Regions from separate parts of the Mus musculus genome. Here region 1 is linked to region 2. Evidence: chromatin contacts called from public promoter capture Hi-C data. All regions are on one chromosome and are shown on one strand. Each heading gives the region's core, a stretch centred on a gene start, on an enhancer-like site or on the middle of the called end of the contact. The rest is flanking DNA. Distances are from core to core; before and after follow the strand shown. Region 1 holds the start of Fbxl16 (F-box and leucine-rich repeat protein 16). Region 2 has its middle 16 kb from the start of Gm22645.

The links. Promoter capture Hi-C pulls out the DNA fragments that hold promoters and counts their contacts.
Region 1: a contact with region 2 is called in a promoter capture Hi-C map of cranial neural crest, with 3 times the contacts expected there. The contact joins the promoter of Fbxl16 here to the enhancer-like site in region 2. A contact is called at or near these places in 5 of 39 promoter capture datasets (the 3T3-L1 cell line, the HPC-7 cell line, HPC-7-derived erythroid cells and 2 more) and 1 of 9 other capture datasets (adipose tissue).

The regions. Positions count from the first base shown.
Region 1 is chr17:25,807,707-25,810,837 of GRCm38.p6, reverse strand. Fbxl16 (F-box and leucine-rich repeat protein 16) reads right to left here and starts at 1,739. Exons shown (of 6, transcript NM_001164225.2): 1 at 1,452-1,739.
Region 2 is chr17:25,676,868-25,679,845 of GRCm38.p6, reverse strand. No RefSeq gene overlaps it. Among named protein-coding and RNA genes, the nearest start is that of Gm22645, 16 kb to the left of the region's middle. Within about 2 kb of position 1,660, at least 36 of the 459 cell types and tissues checked have an H3K27ac peak or open chromatin away from gene starts, as enhancers often do.

The DNA of each region.
Region 1 (3,131 bases), core at 490-2,989, 130 kb before region 2:
TTGCTGCCTTCCCCCCCCCCCCAGTGCCAGTCCCGGAAGGTTCATCAGTGACTCTCAGAGGTGAAGGCTTATGGTCAGGAAGGTTGAGTGATGCCCACCAGAAGCCCCTTCTAGTGCCTCTGAAATAGAGAGCCCAATCTCTCAGGGCTACCTAGATGCACTTGTTTTAACTTCATCAGTGCGAGACGGGACCTGTTCAGGTGTATTTGGGAGAACAGGTGAGTGCATACGTGTCCTGGACTTACAGTATGGGTGACTGGGGAGGCAAATAGTGAGGGTGGCAGGAAATGAGGCTGCTGAATCTTGGGCTATCTCAACATCACCCACGTTTTCAACCTTGACTTTCCCTCTCTTCTCCCAATGGCTCCCAGCCCGGCCCTCAGGCCACGTCTAGGCAGGAAATCGAGGCTCCACCATGCCTCTGACCTGATCTAGGCAGCCCCTAATCATCCAGGCTCCTGTCCCAACACCGGCCCCCCCCCCGCCCCTCCCCCCTGCTGCGATGAGGCTGCTGTCCAGCACTTCATCAAAGTGTTGGGCTGGAACAGAGGGTCCCGTGTCCCGAAGGGGCAGCAGGGAGGCCTGAGAAGACCCTGGTCAGTGGGCCCTGGGACAAGATGGCAGTGGAAGTCGGGCCTCCAGGAGGGAGCAGGTGAAGTGGCATCTGCCATCTGCTCCTGGGAGGTCAGCTGCTGGCTCGGGCTGGGAGGGGCTAGCAGGAGGGCTGCTAGGCCAGATCCAGGCCTCAACAGTGCAGCCTTCTCTCCTGGGATGACGGGTGGGGAGGATCCCCCACTGACTAACATCCTAGAAGGACATGGAAGCCCTGCTCAGCAATCTCAGGATGCCCATTCCCCATTTTGAAGCCTTCCAATCTTGGCCAAGGCCCATTTTCTTTTTCTAGAACCAAAGACATGCCAGCCCACTCCCTGGTATAGAGCTGTGGGCGGCAGCTCTATACCAGCTCATGTCCAGAAGGCGTCCAGGACCCCTAGGCCACATATCCACATGGCTCCTCCCTTTTAATTGTATCAACACCTGTCACGTCCTCCAGTCCGCCGGAGGCTCATAGGGCTGGAGTGGGGAGAGCCCAGAGCCAAGCCAGAAGGAGTGGGGGCTGACGGCCTGCAGTTCCGCGTCCTCGCAGCCACCGTGCTTCCTCTCAGCAATTCCGTGGTACGGAGATACAGCCTGACCGCGCTGCCGGTAGCGAGCGGGGCGCAATCAGGCCGGCCACTAGGGTTAGGGGCTGCGGAACCGCTGGCTCAGCGGCCGAAGGGTGAGGTGGGGAAGGGGCTGCGATTACGTAAGCCCTGCTCAGGCGGCGGCGGCCGCGGCGCAGTCCCAAGTCCCCACCCCGCCCCCTCCTCATTGTAGCCTTCGCGGAGGCAGTGGCTCGACCTGGACCCTCCCCTCCCCGCAGCCTGGCCGCGCGCGCACACACACCTTACCTCGGCCAGGGCTTCTGGCTCATGCCACGCTGTCCGCCGGGCGACCTCGCGTCATGGGGAGCTCAGCACCCGAGCCGCCTAGCGCGGAGGCGGCCGAGGTGCTGGACTGGCTAGCAGGGCCCGACTGCGCCCCGCGCCCGGCGCCCCGCGCCAGGGCCCTCTCCGCAGAGTTCCGAGCGGAGCTCCCCGGTGGGAGAGGATCTGCCGCCCTGAGCCTCCCACCGGGGAGGCTGAGGCTGTGCCCAGATAAATAAGGCCGCTTTGCAGGGAACCCGGCGGGCGCCTCCTCCCTCCCCTTCCCCTCCTCCCTGCGCTCCTCCTCCGCGCTCCTCCCCGCGCTCCTCCGCGGCCGCCGCCGGCGCCGCGCGTGCCCCCCGCCCGGCCCTAAGAGCCGCGCCCTCGCGCGCTCCCGGCGTCCGGACCAATCCGGGTTCTAGAGCCAGGCTGAGGTGTCGAGAATCCCCAACCCCGCCCCGCTCCTCTCCGCGCGCTCCCGGTGCGGTACCGACGGGCACGCGCCAGGCGGCAGCACCCGCTCAGCGGCCGGTGTTCGCACAATAACAAACCCCGTAGGCCGCGCGGCCGAAGAGCAGCTTCGAGTGTCCCATCTGCACAAAGTGGTGGCGACCCAGAATCTTGCCAGCTGAGGAGAATTGCGGTCCTTGGCGCGAGCGGTTGGCAGTGGGGTTCCGGATCCTGCGCAGATGCAACTGGCCCTATGTGCCCTTGCTTGGATTGCCACCTGTGAGGGCGAGGAAAGAGAAGCCGAGTGGAGACATCGACATCGTCGCACCTCCACACACACACACACACACCCTCCTTATGGCCCCTAGGATTCATATCCCTTCCGATCCTGTTGCGAGTCAGGCAGAAGAATCCCTGTTCTGGGTGACATAGTCACACACTTGCAAGCAAGTGACTAAAGCAAGCGTCAATGAAAACACAAGACAGTGGAGTGATAGTGGGGAGGGGTTACTTCTGACAATGTCACAAATGATCTGAGACGCCCTCTCTGTCCCCATAGCACTTGGTAGGAATGGTTCGAGAATCGACCTGCCTTATGGAGTTCCACAGGTTCGCTCTGAGATGAAGTAGAGGTCAGGTGGTGGCAGCCTGTATGGACCAGGGAGGGTGGTTTGTGTAAAAGGACCCATTAAGGGCTGCTGGAGAGCCAGACCTCTCAGCAGGCTAAAGGGACCCCAATCTGGGTCTCTCTTGAGACCAGAAACAGCAGATGTTGGGACAGCAGAGTAGCGTCTTGGAAGAGAAGGAGCTTCAGGGTGGAATGTCCTCAGATGAGACCAACTGCTGTGGAGATGGGAGGTCTGTCTCCTGGGAATGATGTGAGGCCTAGGGGCAATAAGAAAGGGAAGTAAGCTGTATCCTAGCTGGTGTGTGTGTGTGTGTGTGTGTGTGTGTGTGTGTGTGTGTGTGTGTGTGTGTGGTGTATGATCATATATGTGAAGGTGCAAATAGAAGTTAGAGGGCAGTCTCAGGTATTTCTTAGGCAGTGTGTGTGAGTGAGTATATGTGTGTGTGTGTGTGTGTGAGAGAGAGAGAGAGAGAAAGAGAGAGAGAGAGAGAGAGAGAGAGAGAGAGAGAGAGAGAGAGAGAGAGAGAGAGGAGAGAGAGACTGATATTAGAATCCTCTTCTACCAGTCTTTAAAAAAATTATATATT
Region 2 (2,978 bases), core at 411-2,910:
TTTGTCTGTGTTAATTTTTAAGGTCTCCTCTCCTAGAATACTGTGAACTGGAAGCTTAAACAACGGTCTGGCTGCACACACCTGTCATCCCAGCTGTTGGGAAGCTGGGGCAGGCTAGCCCACTGTCCTGAGATGAACGTGTTGTGTCTTTCTGTGATAGCAGAATTTATCGTATAACAAGTTCACTCAGCAGTTTGATGACAGCAATTTGTCACATAACCTCACGTACCTGCATAACCCAGGCCTGGATACTGTGGGTTCTTTAATTCTAATCTTAATTAGAACAGTGGGGTCCACCAGCAGCTACCGCTCACATCACACAGCACACAGTAAACACATCTATGTATCTGTGCACATATGTGTGCGAATTAAAGAGGCCACAGCAGAGTTCATAAGGTTGTAGCAGTGGACCGAGAGAGGGTTGTACTGATGAACCAGACCAGCGTCGCAGGGGTGCTGCTGCGGACATTGTTGGAAGTGGGATTTGAGAGTAAAGCTGTGCCATTCAGCTGTGGGGTGACAGGCTGAACCAGGTCAAGAAGCCCAAAAGGTGGATGGCAGGCAAGCAGCAGCAGGGCACTAGCTGAGCTGCTCCAGGGACAGTAGGAGGGTCTTCGACTTGTCAGTCCTTGAGGAACAGTTGGTGTGGGCCATACCATCTCAGTCTTTGGTCTTCACCACTTTTGAGCATCCTGACATGGATCTGTGTGCATGTGTGCTGCAGAGTGAAAATTCTGGTACCGAGGGTAGCAGGTGATACCCTGCTTCCCACCCTGTTCCTGGCTTGGTGTGTCTGATAAGTTCTAGGGTTTCTGGGATGTGATTTTCAAATACACCCCCTGCCCCTATAGTCTCTATTCATCTTAATAAGCCTAGAGGGTGACTTTTTTCTGTTCCCAAGTCCATCAGTCTGTGCTGGAGACTGGTGCCTGACAGTTTTGGGGTCCACCTAGGGGCTGCAACCACCTTTCTTCCTCAAAATGGCGTAAAGGGCTGGGGAGAAGGCTCATGGGTAGAAACACTTGCTACAGAGTCTGACGACCCAAGTTCAATCCCCAGGACCCATATGGTGGAAGGAGAGGAGCGACTCCTCCTGCACGCCTCCCGACCTTCCCATGCAGGCTACGGTACCCGTGCACTCAAACACACTCAAGGAGAGAAACACAATTCATTTTTTAAAATGAGTAAAACACACACACACACACACACACACACACACACACACAAAACAAAAACCACACAAAAAACAACAAACAAACAAACAAACAAACAACAACAACAACAACAAAACCTGCTTATAAAACGGAGCCTTCCAGGGAAAGGCACAGTCTGAAAACAAACACAAAACCAAACAAAACATTGCTTTATACAATATGGAGTCACTTAGAGCAGGGCATAGCCCGAGTGCCTACAGAGTGAACTCAAGTTCAGCTAGGGAAACTGAAAGGGAGTCTCTCTCAAAATAAAAAGTAAAAGGAAGGGGCCAGAGAGCCTCTTGGTGGCAGAGTGCTTTTCTACCGTGCAGGAGGCTCTGGGTTCAATTACTGCCACAACAAAAGCAAACCAAACAACCAAAACCAGATGAATGCTCTCTCAGTTCTGGAGGCCCTCGTCTGCAGGCCAGGCTCAGCAGGGTCCCACTCCCTGTGAGCCCGCAGATAGGGCCCTGCCAGGGCTCTGGGGACAATGTTTCTGGAAGGTTCACCAGACCATGAGCCAGTGTCAGTTCCTCATTTTAGCTTTCAGCTTAAAAAAGTTAAACCACATTTGTTACTTTTCTGTGTGTGTTCACGTGCACGTGCCATAGCACCTGTGTGTCAGACAGAGGATGACTCGCAGTTGTGGGTCCCAGGATTTGAACTCAGGTCATCAAACTTGGTGCCAAGTACTTTTACCCTCTGATTTATCTTGTCAGCCCAGTTTTATTTATTTATTTTAGATGGGTTCTCTCTGTTAATTAGCCATGACTATTCTGAAACTACCTTCACAGACCAAGCTGGTCTCAAACTCATGGAGATCCACCTGTCTCTGCTTCCAAAGTGCTGGAATTAAAGGCATGTGCCACCATACCTGGTTTTTCCAGCCCAGTTTTTAAGTTTTTTATGTTATAACAATCTCAGACTTACACATTACAAAAATAGCATGAGGATTTCACATAGTTGGGTTATGAACCAAATGTAGATTATACCAGCAGGGGGTCTCATCTGTCTCAGAAGATATGGCCATGGCCTGGCATCCTTCAGGGTCCCAACACCTTTGAGGACATGCCTTTCAGGATGGGTATCCTCACAGAATCACGTGACCTGTGCATTGTCCGGCTTGTCTTGCTCCTCGGATATCACATGACAGCCTTTATTTGATTCCTTCCTCTCTGAGCCGGGGTTGTCTAGGGCTAAGTTCTTCGGTGTGTAATCATAAAGCTATATGTGTAAATTATATTAAATTCAACCTCACATTTTCAGTTGTACCCCACCACTCAGAGGGACCCTATACTAGACAGTGTGGACACGAGAAATACATGAGCAGCCTAGTTTCCGGGAGGTACAGATGTGACCTTGCACCTGCAGCCAGCCTGTGCGCACTCACGGCTTCACTTGGGGATTTTCATGTCTTTCTTTGCATAGATGTGTGTGTATACAATATATGTATATAACATGTATGTATATGTGTGCACATATGTGGGCACACATGTGTGCAGGTACTTGTGTACATGTTTACATATAGGTGAGGAAGGCCAGAGTTACCACTGGGTGTCTTCTGTCTTCTTCAGTCACCCTCTTGATTTCATTTATTGAGGCAGTGTTGATGACCTGGAAGCTATCAATCCTGTCTGTACTAGTCATCTCTCTCTCTCTCTCTCTCTCTCTCTCTCTCTCTCTCTCTCTCTCTTTTGCCTAGAAGCCAGGCATGGTGACACACACCTGTAATCTCAGCACTAGTGACATGGAGGTCTTGGTTCTGAAAGCCATTCAGGTGGA